Linked DNA regions of Sus scrofa: region 1 is linked to region 2. Evidence: chromatin contacts called from public promoter capture Hi-C data. All regions are on one chromosome and are shown on one strand. Each heading gives the region's core, a stretch centred on a gene start, on an enhancer-like site or on the middle of the called end of the contact. The rest is flanking DNA. Distances are from core to core; before and after follow the strand shown. Region 1 overlaps ABCC3 (canalicular multispecific organic anion transporter 2). Region 2 holds the start of ABCC3 (canalicular multispecific organic anion transporter 2).

Evidence for each region. Promoter capture Hi-C pulls out the DNA fragments that hold promoters and counts their contacts.
Region 1: a contact with region 2 is called in a promoter capture Hi-C map of liver, with 9 times the contacts expected there. The contact joins the enhancer-like site here to the promoter of ABCC3 in region 2. A contact is called at or near these places in 4 of 5 promoter capture datasets (fetal liver, fetal skeletal muscle and liver), 18 of 47 Hi-C or Micro-C datasets (alveolar macrophages, embryonic fibroblasts, fetal heart ventricle and 11 more) and 2 of 2 datasets of contacts at active chromatin or transcription factors (alveolar macrophages and skeletal muscle).

Annotation. Positions count from the first base shown.
Region 1 is chr12:26,973,946-26,980,633 of Sscrofa11.1, forward strand. ABCC3 (canalicular multispecific organic anion transporter 2) reads left to right here. Exons shown (of 33, transcript XM_003131575.6): 33 at 2,148-4,444. The coding sequence ends at 2,256. It overlaps ANKRD40 (ankyrin repeat domain-containing protein 40), which reads right to left. Exons shown (of 5, transcript XM_003131571.5): 5 at 4,268-6,688. The coding sequence ends at 6,591. Among named protein-coding and RNA genes, the nearest start is that of ANKRD40, 18 kb to the right of the region's middle. Within about 2 kb of position 2,901, at least 15 of the 83 cell types and tissues checked have an H3K27ac peak or open chromatin away from gene starts, as enhancers often do. A contact at or near this core is called in liver, mesenteric adipose tissue and omental adipose tissue, where this site is marked.
Region 2 is chr12:26,916,248-26,922,621 of Sscrofa11.1, forward strand. ABCC3 (canalicular multispecific organic anion transporter 2) reads left to right here and starts at 4,517. Exons shown (of 33, transcript XM_003131575.6): 1 at 4,517-4,673. The coding sequence starts at 4,629.

The sequences.
Region 1 (6,688 bases), core at 1,651-4,150, 56 kb after region 2:
CTTGCTCAGTGGGTTAAAGATCTGGGTGTTGCCATGAGCTGTGGTGTAGATTGCAGATGCGGCTCAGATCCCGCAGGGCTGTAAGCTGTAGGCTGTAGGCCAGCAGCTGTAGCTCCGGTTGAACCCCTAGCCTGGGAACCAACATATGCTGGAGATGCAGTCCTAAAAAGCAAACAAACAAACAAAAAAAACATAGAGAAATTAAAAAAAAATAAAGTACAGGCAGTCCTAGGAAATATTCATTTCCCCCCTAGCCGCTCACTGTGATTCTCCCTAGAACCAGCTTCTGAAAGGATTAGGGGAGGAGCCTTGCTCTTGGAATCTTATGGCTTCCTTGGGGAGGCAGCCCATTCAGCCAAAAGGAAAGAACGTGACCTCTTCCTTCATTGCGCTCAATGTCAAGGTGTGGGGCAGGAGGACAAGGGGAGGGGCTGGGTGACTTTGAAGCCTGATGGAAGTACGCTGGTGCTGGCCTGCCAGGCTGGCCCCCTTAGAGACATGAGAGCTCAGAGTGAGGAGGAGGCAGGAGGCCAAAACAAATTTATGAAGGAATATGCAGTATAAACAAGCCCTCATTGACAAAACACCTGCAGGGTGTGGGGAGATGGGGAGGTGGGGAGGATACGTGGACAAGGCGATGGGCCAGACCTTATCCCGCTGGCAGAGGTGTCCCCACACAGCTCCCAGGGGCTTGGGAACCAAGCTGACAACGCCTGATGTTATTGCCTGTCTGTCCCATCCCTGCCACCCCCCAGCTCTCCACTCCCATCCAAGACCACACCCCCCGCCCCAGGGCTGGGAGAATGGGGGGCAGGACAGGCAGAAGGGCTAGGCCCCGGGTCCAGACAAGGGAAAGGGCGGGTCCAGACAAGGGAAAGGGCGAGACTGAGAGGGTCTCTCCCCAGGCCTAACAGGAAATGGTTTTCACCAGCAGCCCTGAAGACTGAAAACTCAAACGGCCCTTGGGGGCTGGGAATTCATTCATTCTAGCAGGGTAGGCAGAAATGAATCAAATAATCATGCTGCAGAATGTGTAATTAGAGCCTGCAGGACTGAAGCAGGGATCCATGTGTGGAGGCCAGAGGAAGACAACCCACACAGGGCAGCCAGGACACTTTCCCTCTGAAGGACTGGGAAGCACCAGCCAGACTCAAAAGGATGAGTAAAAGCTGGGGAGCAGGGGAGGAGAAAGAGTAGGAAGGGAACTGAAAATTTCAGGAAAAGGCTGTAGCACATGCAAAGGCCCTGAGGTAGGAGGGCACGTGAGGCTGGTGTAGAAAGGGCGAAGGGGCAGTAGAACCAAGAGGAGGGGGAGAAAGACACAGGCCTCACTCTGCTGCTCTTTGAGGACCACGGGAAAGCATCTAGTTCTCACCCTAAGGGCATGAGAAGCACTGAAAGGAGAGGAGCAGTCTCCTGGGCTGCAATGGGCAGTGCCCAGGCAGTGATCTGCACAGACACACCTCTTCCCGGGACTTGTTTCCAGGAGCCCCGTGGGTAGGGAAACAGTGCGCGTGCAGTCCAGCCCCTCCCAGCATCTCCCGGGGTTGGGGCAGCCCTTTCTGGGCACACCCTGGGAGGCAGCCTTTCAGCCCTGCACCAGGTGTACCCTGTGTTTAGTTGGCAAGCAATTCTAATCCCAGCCCCAGGTTTGGCTTGGGGGTGGGGGGAGGGGGGCGGGAGTGGAGGGTAGATCCACCCACCAGCAGCAGGCGGATTTGCAGCCAAAGTCCCAGATTCGAGCATCAGGCCTCACTGCAGCCCAGTTTCCCGCCGAGTGCCTTTGTACGTTAGCACAAAGCAGATGGAAGCACACGGGCCCGTGGCTCCCTGTGCACAGTCCTGTAACCCTGGTGAGGGGAAGGGCTCATTAGGGAAGGTTTTTGGAGCCCCAACCAGCAGAGATGAATAGGACCTTGTGTTTGATCCCAGAAACCGCCTCATCTGCCAGGACGGCAAACAGAGTGGCTAAAATAACCAGCCTTGCAAGCGTGCACATGTGGCGTAGCACTGTGTTGGGTGGATTGACTGAAGTGGGAGGGTTGGCGTGTCGCTGAGGGGCCTGAGTAGTACCCAGAAGGGCAGGGTTGGACCAGGAAACCAGATCCGGGCCGATGGAGACCTGATCGCTTCTTTCTTTTGGCTAGGGTCCTCGTCCTGGACAAAGGGACAATAGCTGAGTTTGATTCTCCAACCAACCTCATTGCGGCCAGAGGCATCTTCTACGGGATGGCCAGAGATGCTGGACTTGCCTAAAATATACTCCTGGGATTTCTTCTTGGACATTCCCGGTTTTCATCAGGAAAGGACACCAAATCTATCCATAAAATGGACTTGATGGCAAATGTTGTGGGGCGGTTGTTAGGTTTTTGCCTCTGTAAAGTGCCTTGCAGGATAACCAGGCTACATGCTTCTGATAAGGAAGTGCAGCCCAAGAGGTGAATGACATGCCCCAAGGTCATAGCTAATTTGAGGCAGAGCCCAGACTAGTCCCTGGGTCTCCTGACTCCTAATCTGAGGTTATTTCCACACTGTACTGTTTTCAGTGGTTTCATGGGATGACCTCCCTATCCCCAAGCTTTTTTATATTTTCAACTCTGAGGTATTTTTTTTTTTTTTTAATAAAGCTTCTTCCTCCTGGAACAGAGGCTGCCAGGTCAGGCTGTCCCTAGGAACTGAGTCCAGTACTCTGGGGTGCTGGCCTGGATCCATTAAAAATGGAGCACTGATGAAATAAAGCTATGTGTCAACAATACACATGCCCCAACACAGCTTTTCTCTGTTTACAAGGTCTGGGGTTAGGACCTTTAGAGAAGGCAGGGAGGAAGGAGGGAGAGGCAGAGATAGACTTCATACACATTTGCATGGCTGGAATTATCTGAAAACCTCAGACCTGAGAGTTTTGGCTGGAAATATTGTCTTCACGGCCAAAATCCACTGGATAATTGCCAGTAGTTCCTGCTCTGCTGTGCAGATACTGTAAAAAGGTGAGAAGTAAAGCCTCTGCAATCTGACCTGAGGCCTCTTGAGAAAGCTGCTGTGAACACCTCCACATTTATGTCAACCCTCAATTGCTCTACCCGCTTCTTTAGGGGATGAGAAGGGCAAGGAGCTTATTTCCTTGCTCCTTTAGGGGTCTATTCCAGACAGGTCCCCATAACCCGCGAGGTCTCCAAGTCCTTCATCCTCCTCACTCTGGCTGAAGCTGAATATGGGAGCCCAGAGGAGCCCAGAGGCTGCCCCCTGACCTGACAGTTCCAGGCTGGTAAATGAGAGGAGGGGATGAATTAAATTTGCTTTTTTGAGCAAGCCAATGAAGTGTTTATTCTTCCGCAGGTGAGGATATATCTGGCACAAGGCCTTCTATTTGGAAAGGATCTCTTTGTTAATCTTTACCAAGTTTTCTGGTCATCTCTGACTCTCATTTCTTGGCTCTTTATTCTTGGTATGATGTGATTGGTTGTGGGTGATGGTTTGTTTTTTTGCCTCCACCCTAAATAGTTTAAAGTAGATGTGGAGATGGCTCCTTTGATCTGGTTTTGCCATATGTCCTGGGCCAGCCTGTGCTGCAGGACTATTTGTTAAAGGTTAATCACATTTTTTTTGGCAGGTTGTTTCTGCCCAGGATGTTTATGAGTGTATGGAAGACTTCCATCCTTGTGATAAAGCAAGTATGAAAGCACAAATGCCCAAATTATTCCGCCTCTCCTTGGTGCTAAGAAAAGGTCTCGGCTATGATCCCTGATTTATTAGACCAATTTGGCATGACGTCTGCTTTGTGAGGCTCTAGCTGCCCTAAACCAACAGAAATGCAGATTCATTCGGCATCATTCTCAGCTGAAGATCTGAAGCTGGGAGGCTGTATTTCCTCTCCTGTCTTGGGAGTTTGCCTCTGAGCTCCTGGAGGCCCTGACAGGTGCTGACAGCCCAAAGGAGAGGCTCAGTTGTGTGAAGTAAATAGGATAATCAAGAAAGGTGGTTAATAGAGGATGACCTCCATCTAGCTGGCTCAGCTACTACAGGAAAATAAAGCTGACTGCTGGGAACTGAGACGAAAGACACTGCACAAAACATCTGTCTCCAGGTGCCACTGACAGGCGTGAGCGCCACCACAGCAGCAGGATGCAGGAGGCTCAGGTGGGGACTGGTCCCTTCGAGTCCTCCTCCAGCGGGTTTTGTCCCTGGAACTGTCCAACAATTTGAACCCCGTATGATTAGAAGTACAGTGTGCTGTTTAGGAGGCCAGTGTGAAAGAATATGGGCTTGGTCGGTTAATATTTAATTTTAATAATACTTATTATCCTTGAACAGTCAGCGATGCGCAAAGAGAAAAATCTTCAGTTAATGTTTACACACAGTGTGAACACATGCTTTAAATATGCAGTGGAGGAAGAGGGGTGAATTCACAGTTAACAAAGCTAAAAAAAAAAAAAAATCCTTGTTATAAATTACACAAACCATATAAAAATATTTCTCTGAATGCATAGATTAAGACGTTAAGCTCACCTACCAGCAACTGTGCAGTCTAATTCCACTGCCTTACTCAAGAGTCAGCTGACCACAGAGGACCTTAAAAGGGAGGAGAGAGGGCAGGGCAGGCCCATCTCTCACTTGTGACTCCCCCTCGGCCCAGGTTCCAGGCCCGGGAAATGCCCTGGAGCTGCTCCTCTGTAGGCCACCTCCCAGCCAGGGGCCTCCACAGCTTCTGAGAATCCCTAATTGATCTGGATGGCTGGAAGTGTACTAACCCCAGGGGTTGAGACAGAAATTAATACTGAATTCATGTATTCCAGGATAAAACTAGCCTTAATTGTATCAGTAAATTGCAACTTTTTTTTTTCTTTTTCCAAAGATAAGGGAAAAAAGATTAGCATGTCTAGACAAACCAGCTCCTGACTGGTTGAAACACAAGGGAAGTTTCTTCTTCAAAGCACTTCAGAGAAAGGGAGTAATAAGTAACCTTTACACTGCCAGGCCAACTCTGCACGAGGGTGAGTAACTCACCATCAGTAATTGGTGTAATACAATTAAGTCACCGAGCTGAGTGACTCCACGCGGTGAAGCTGGCCTTGAAAACACCTCAACCTCAGCTCACCATTTAGGCAGCAGCAGGAGGCCATTATCTTAGCACAATATTCTCTTGCACTGACAACTGCTGCATGCCCTCGCTCAATTGCTGTGTTCCAATAAAATTAACACAGTTAGGAAGTTAAGTTTCTTTGGAAACTATAGGCACTATGGGGAGAAAGCTTCTTAAGACAGCAGGGACGCCCTTCAACAGCTGGCTTCAAACCCCTGCTCTCCTGTTGGTCTGAGTGTGCTTGGTCTTATTTCTAAAGTTAAGCTGTTTATTTCAACAAGACAGTGGCTCTTCTTCTCCACATTAATGACACTGAAGGAAAGGAAAAGAATCCTTAAATGCGTTCTTTTAAAAAATTCTCATGCCATGCTCAAGAGTTGGATCAGGTGTTTGTTTCCAGAACAAAGCCTGGTAGACGCTCAACTGACTTTGTCAAGTGGGTTGGTGGTGGTCGTGGGGGATCCCTAAGATCAAACAACCTGTTTACAAAAGCAACAGATTTCAGAGTTGTGTAAAAATCCTAATAATCTCAAAATAAGCTTTATCTTTGATACAAAAATAAAGATGCTACCTCCTTTAGTGCAGTTTCCCACAGTCACCTTTAAAATAGCCACAGATTCAATCTGGAAAATTGCTTTTCCTTTCTAGTGGAAAATGAAAGTGGAGAACATGGACTGGCAATGTTTGTGCTCGTCTCTTTCGGTGCAATTAAACACAGACGCGGAGAAGACAGGAACCGCTTCGATTAGGGAAAAAAAAAAAAACCCAAAAAACCAGAAAAACGTTGCTCTTTTAGAAAGCATCAGAGAGCCCTCTAGTGACCACGAAAGGGATGTGATGCAGAGATGACGGCAATGGCAGGCTAGAGACAGAAGCAGTCGTGAGTGTGGACAAAGGAAAGGTGGGGGGGAGGGGAAGCTCTTTTGGTTAACAGCATATTTACAAGTAGGTAACTGTTATTCTTAAATACTTTTAACCTGAGTAACATTTATAAATATGTTATGTGAAACCTCACAGCCACAAGTCACACCACAATACCCGAGCCCAGGACCTCGCCGACCCCAGGTTTCCTCTCTAGACAGTTCACGTTTCAGGAGAGTCGGGAACATGCAGCACTTCGAGAAGCGCGTCCTGGCCCTTCAGGTGCACTGTCAACAGGACCGGCTGGAAGGAGGCTCTGCTCTCTCTCCGCGTCTGCTCAGACAGCTCTCTCAACATTCTGCACATAAAACATACTGGATAGAGAACCGACGGTTTCTGCCTCTCCAGGCCACTTCTCAGCTGTTCACAGCTTCAAGCAATAGGTTTATTGTGCACCAAGAGACTTGGAAGAGTGGCACCGCTGCTTGGGGGTCAGGGGCTTCCTACCTTGGCAGAACGATGTTAGTGTATACTATGCCGTGGCACCAGGGGCCCTCCTGGGCATCCAAGGCATGTAGATCAATGGCTTGTCCTTGGCCCAGAGGTGATGCACACTCACAATACTCAGTGATTAAAAGTCCCTGCTGCATTAGTAAGTCAGTTTGGAAGCTCTCCTGTTATAGCAAGGCCTGTCAGTCAGTGTGGATGCAGCATTTCGGAACAGAAAGTTATTTTCACTTATCATGA
Region 2 (6,374 bases), core at 3,267-5,766:
CAGAAACTTCATGGTTGCGGCCAAAAATTAAGAGAGACTTTAGTTGTGGCCTGGCACCCTGCTCTGAGGACACAGCAAGGCAGGTCAAGGAGGTGGTGGCTCCAGCGAATGCCCATGAGGGAATTCTGCTAAGAACTGTGACTTAGCCTTGGTTCAGGGGCGGAAGCCGCTGACCGTGGCTCGTGGAGCTAATTAATTCTTCTTGCTTTGAAAACTCCTGAAGCGGGCACAGCAGCCAGTGCTCGCATGCCTGCCAAATCAGATCTAAGTGCAGATTAGGGGTGGAGGGGCAGACGTGTAAAAGCCAGTGGGGCCAGTGCAGACCCCCGTTGCATGGGGGTCCGGAGGAAAGGTATCATGCTCCACTGCATGGGAATAGAGAGCTGGACCTTGAGATCTGGAAGCTGGTCTGGGGGGGCTCCAGGCCTTCAAGGAGCCACAAGGGCTAAAAGGAACCAGGCAGTGAGTGGAAGGGAGAACTCACAGCCTTTGCTGTTCCTCGCCCTTCCCCCGTCTTATCCGTTCCCACCTGACTCTCTTCCTTTGCAGGGTTTCCCGTCCCTGGGCCTCCCCGACTCCCACTTGCTCTGCTTTCTTCTCCCTGCTGTCATTCCTGCTTGAAGCTGTACCTTGAAATTATCTTATCTCTGCATCTTTCTGCCAGGGTTCCCCTGGGATGCTCACTGGCAGGCTTGGAGGCGGGGAGAGGGATGGAGCACACACTGTCCATCCTGCCTGGAGCTGCAGTCTGTTGCAGAGAGAGGATGGGATTAGGGCCATTAAAGCTGGGAGAGGTCTGGACCCTCTCCCTGCAGCCCAACACACAGGTCTTTATGGCTCCTCTCAGAAGCCTCCAGATGAAAACATCTTGGTTCTGAAAACTCAAAAGCAGAGTGGGGGAGTTCCCGTCGTGGCGAAGTGGTTAGAAAATCCAACTAGGAACCATGAGGTTACGGGTTCGGTCCCTGCCCTTGCTCAGTGGGTTAACGATCCGGCATTGTCGTGAGCTGTGGTGCAGGTCGCAGAAGCGGCTTGGATCTGTCCTTGCTGTGGCTCTGGCGTAGGCCGGTGGCTACAGCTCTGATTCGACCCCTAGCCTGGGAACCTCCATACTGCAGGAGCGGCTCAAGAAATAGCAAAAAGATAAAAAAAAAAAAAAGCAGAGTGGACAGTATCCACTGCTGGGACTGTACCTAATGCTACAGTGGCCTTGCTACATATGACCTCTTCTAAGGACACCGGATGCTGGTTTAGTCAGTCAACAAACATTTCCTAAAGACCAGGAGTTCCCATTGTGGCGCAGCAGAAACAAATCTGACTAGGAACCATGAGGTTTCGGTTTCAATCCCTGGCCTTGCTCAGTGGACTAAAGATCTGGCGTTGCCGGGAGCTGTGGTGTAGTTTGCAGACACAGCTCGGATCTGATATTGCTGTGGCTGTAATGTAGGCTGGCAGCTGTAACTCTGATTCAACCCCCTAGCCTGGGAAACTCCATATGCCATGGATGCAGCCCTGAAAAACAAAAAACAAACAAACAAACAAACAAAATTTCTGAAAACCAACTTTGCCAGGCACTGTCTTGGGTGCTGAGGGTACAGGGATAAACAAGACTACCCTTAAGATGGTCCTGAGTTCTGCTGCAGTGCAGTGGGTTACGAATCCAACTTCGGCAGCTTGGGTTGCTGGCAGCGTCATGGGTTCGATCCCCAGCCTGGGATCCCCGGCAGTGGGTTAAAGGATCCAGTGTTGCTGCAGCTGCGGCTCAGATTCAGTCCCTGACCCAGGAAAGTCCACATGTTGTGGGTGCAGCCAAGATGGTCCCTGTCCTTAAGATGTGCACATTTTGGGGGGATGTTATGCAGGACAACGAATGATACAGTACAAGGAGAGCGGGCTGCGAAAAGAAGGGTCCTTAGCCCAGGATTGGGATGGGAGGGGTTCGGTGAAGTCTTGCTTGTGGGGGGAGCTGCTTGAGTGAAATCTTTAAGGAGGACTAGAGTTAGCCAGGTGCAGAAAGGGAGATGAGTCACAGGGGGAAGGGCACGACAAGCAATCTTGATGGTGGGGGTGGGGCATGAGTGCAACAACTAAGGATGCAGGAAATGCTCCCCCACCCCCACCCCGCAGAGGATGCATGGAAGTAGCCCAGTATTCAGAAGACATGGAGCACATCCTGCCTCTGCCAGAAGTCGCCCTGGGGCTTCATTTTCCTTGGTCTTGCGAGAACAATCAAAACCCTAATATCCTAGGAATACTGTAGTTCTTATTCAAGGGCGGTGGGAAAGGGGCCACATTCCATGAGGGGCCAGGAAGAGTGCTCCCAGTGCATGCTTCCGGGGACAGTGGAGGAGGTAAAGATTGCCAGGGGTCCCACCATGATCTCCAACTCAGAGGCTCCCACCCAGTGCTGCAGGCCCAATGCTGAACAAGGCTGGGGCCAAAGGGGATGGTGCTGCAGCCCCAGGGCTGAAGACAGAACCCAAGAGTCCTGGCCCCAAACTTAGAGAAAAGCTGGGCGGAGGAGTCCCAGCGGCTCACCATAGAAGCCTAGATCATCAGAACAGGAAGAGAGCTTAGATGGTGCCGTGCCAAAATGCTCAAGAAACAGTCCCAGACACATCCAGGGGTGTGTCGCACAGTATAGGAAAGGCTCTGCTGGAGGCGTGGAGGGGGATTGGAAGGGACTCAGTCGATCCCTGCCCTGGGGGACCCTTCAGACTGGCAGGGAAGACAGAACCTTCACAACTAAATATAACCCAATGCACACTGTGACAAGGCTGTGAAAGCTCTGTAAAGCCTGCCTCAGAGACGGAGGGGGGCTGGGAGGTGGGGCCGGGGAGGGAAGGGGGGCAGACAAAGGGCTGAGAGCACTTGCCCAGGGATGGGGGAAAGGCCCCCAGTCCTACTTCCTGGGGAGGAGGAGCCTTGACCCCCTGGCTCCCATCCCAGACCTCATGATGGCTCAGATCTGTATTCTGATAGCCCTTGGCAGAAGAGATTTCCTGCCTGCCCAGAGGTGGCTGCTGCTGCTGTGCTTTTTTTTTTTTTTTTCTTTTTTAGGGCATCACCTGCAGCATATGGAGGTTCCCAGGCTAGGGGTCAAATCGAAGCTACAGCTTCCAGCCTATGCCACAGCCACAGCAACCAGATCCAAGCTGTGTCTGTGACCTACACCACAGCTTGCGGCAACGCCAGATCCTCAACCTACTAAGCGAGGCCAGGGATCGAACCCGCAACCTCATGGTTCCTAGTCAGATTCATTTCTGCTGTGCCACGATGGCAACTCCTGCTGTGCTATCTTGCTGGCAGCCACCTACACCTGCTGCTGAGCCACCAAGGAAAAAACACCTTCTCTTGGGGATCGGTGCCCCGGAAAGGATCACCTGGGCAGACCCTACAGACAGGGACAAAGTTGGACGGCAAGGGCAGGGGAGAGATGGGCTGGAGGAAGAGCTGCTGGGGGAATGGAAGATTCCTTCTCAACCCCAAGAGGGGTAGTGAACTGGCTTCTGGGATCCCATTAGGGAAGAGAGGATGACAGGAAGAGTGAGAGATGGAGGGAGGGAGGGATCCCAGCATGGCCAAGCCGGGGCCAAAGCAGGGGAAGGAGGCCATTGACCCCAAACCCATTTCACAGATTGGAAATGTGGAGACTCAGGCTTAGGAGGAGTGTGTTGATGTGGGGCTTTTCTTGGGGCCTCACCTGCCCCTCTGCCACCCTAACCAGGCAGAAGCAGAGGAAGCTACTACGTGTTGGGTTGGGTGCCTACCAAGTGTGCCAGAGATATGCTGACGCTTAGCATAGCTTTCCCGTTTCATCCTCAGAGTAACCCTGTGATATAGGTACTGTGATTATCCTTGTTTTGCAGAAGTGAAAGTGGAAGCACCGAGGCTGCTGAAGCAGCAGGCTCAAGATCAGGGAGGGACGGAAATGTGGCCAGGCGGCAATTTAAGAGGATCATGGGAAGCCACTGTTTGGATGGTGCTGGGATCCCCTCCCACCCCTCTCTCCTTTGGCAAGCGGGCGCACACACACACACACACACAGACACACACACACACACACACACACACACACACACATTGTGTGTTGGTGTCTGTCATTTCCTGGACAACCTGTGGGGAAGAGATAGCCTCTGGGTTGTCAGGGCACACAAGTTCTTCCCATTTCACAGATGAGGAGACTGACCTCCAGAGATGAATGTAAGCTTATCAAGCATTTATTCACGGAAGGAAGGAGTCTCGCGCTGTCCCTCTGCATGTCCCTTGACTCCTGGGAGGGGGGCCCTCCCTCCCCACCGCAAACGTCTTCCCTGGGAGAGCCGCGTGTGCCCCTTGGGCAGACCCTGCTCCCACTGGATCTGCCTCCGTATCTGGAGGGGTACCTCTCCCGCGAGGCCCAGCGGTCCCCGGAAGGGGTGGTCCTTGTGTCCAGGGCCCCCACCGAGCTGCAGTTTCAGGGAGGTGCTACCGCAATTCGACCCAAAGAGCCTGGAGGTGGGGCTGGGAAGGGCGGGCCCGGGGGCGGAGCGCCGGGCGGAGGCGGCTCTGGGCAGCTGCTGGGTCTGTCCCGGGTTGGAAGGCCACCGTTTTCATTCTCGCCGTCCTCGTCGCCGAACCCCGGCCCCATGGACGCTCTTTGCGGCTCCGGGGAGTTCAGCTCCAAGTTCTGGGTAAGGAGGTGTCCCGGGACCACGAGGGAGCACCAGCGAGCCCTTAGCCCGGGGAGTGGCGATGCGATGCCGGGAACGGGTCTCGCGGCGTCGCCCAGTGCCGGTTCCCTCGTGGTCGGGGAAATCTGCTTCGGGTTTCCCCAGCCACATGGGCGAGCCTGGGAAAGCCAGGTGCTAGGCTTCCTGCTGGCACGGTGGGTGGCAGCTCGGAATCAGAAGGTGCCCACACTTGCCACCTCACTCACATCCCTCTCTGGGACTGACTGCAGGCTGCAGAAGGGGCATTTCCCGGTTACTAGATCCTGTTGATCCTTCAGCACTGGCCCCTTGGACGAGGGCTTGGATGCCCATCCCCACACCTGTTCAACCAGGTGCTTTGGGAGGCGGGGTCTACTGGGCTTCCCCCTTCTTCAAGGGTTCCTGCCTTCTTGGAAAGGGTTCCTGCTCCGGGCAGAGCCACCAGAGACTGGCTGATCCTCACCGCCCCAGCGTCAGGAGGGAGAGGCAGACCTCACTCTGGAGGCAGGCCCTTACAGGTGCAAGATATCAGGATTTCCTGGTCCAACCCTCCCCTTTTATAGATGGAGAAAGGCCCAGAGAGAGGAGGAGACTTGCTCAAAGCCAGTTAGAGGAAAACAGGGCTGGGATACCAAAGTGGGCCTTCTGCTCATATGCCGGACCCTTTTCTAAGACATCAGGCTGCTTTTCAGGCTGCTGACTCCAGACCCTCAGCATAGTTCAGGTGCTCTCCGTGTAGAAAGCCCAAGAGCTTCCTTACAGCTTTCAAAACCTGTTCACAGGCAGCTCCCTTGATCATCATTGCAGCTCTGGGAGGCAAGTAGTGGTGTGTCTCTGTTTCACGGATGCGCTCAGACTCAAGGGGCTTGTCAGTGGTCCTATGGGAGCTGCCCAGCATAGGCTGCTCTCAAATCCAGGGCCTCTGAATCCCAATGCCTAAATCATTTCTCCATTTCAGGTATTTGTATGTATGTGCTTGGGGAGGGGGAGGTCGCATGCATGCGTGTGTGAGTGTGTGTGTGTGTGTGTGTGTGTGTGTGCGCGCGCGCGTGCGCGCACCCGCGCGCACACCCACTGAGTGTTATTCATGAGTGAGTGCTTGTGTAGATGTGTGTGTGCATGTGTGTATGTAAGTGTGAGCGTATAGTCAGACACCCCGCTCTCAGGTTGTGTTTGGGCTGGACTGAAGGGCTTAAATGGATGTCTGACATTTCGGGCAATAGAATACCATTTAACTAAATGGTTAGAGTAAAATTAACCTTTTAGTAACCCAGAAAGAGAGCCATGGAGATCACTACATGGTTGATCAGAGATGATGCAACTTCTCTGCTGCTGCCCTTCTTGCCACAGGAACCCTATTTGTCATCCAGCCTGGCCTGGTCACTTGTTTCCAGAGTCCAGAGGTTGCCCCGTTGGCTCATGAGTAGACTTTTTCTCATTGCCACTTGAACTTGGCTGTTGCGGCACAGTTGGGGTGTCTGAGGTGGCCAGGGAGAAGACTTGTAAATCAAGGGGGCAGATGTGACCATGCCTCAAGTTCAAGGACTCCCTGTTCCTGAGTGTGTAGTTAACCTTGAGAACTTAGGATTGCCCAGAAACAGGCTTTGAGGGACCAGAAGTCTGGGAACTCAAGGCTCCTTTCTTGATCCCATGATAGGGTTTCTCTACCCTTCCATGATACTG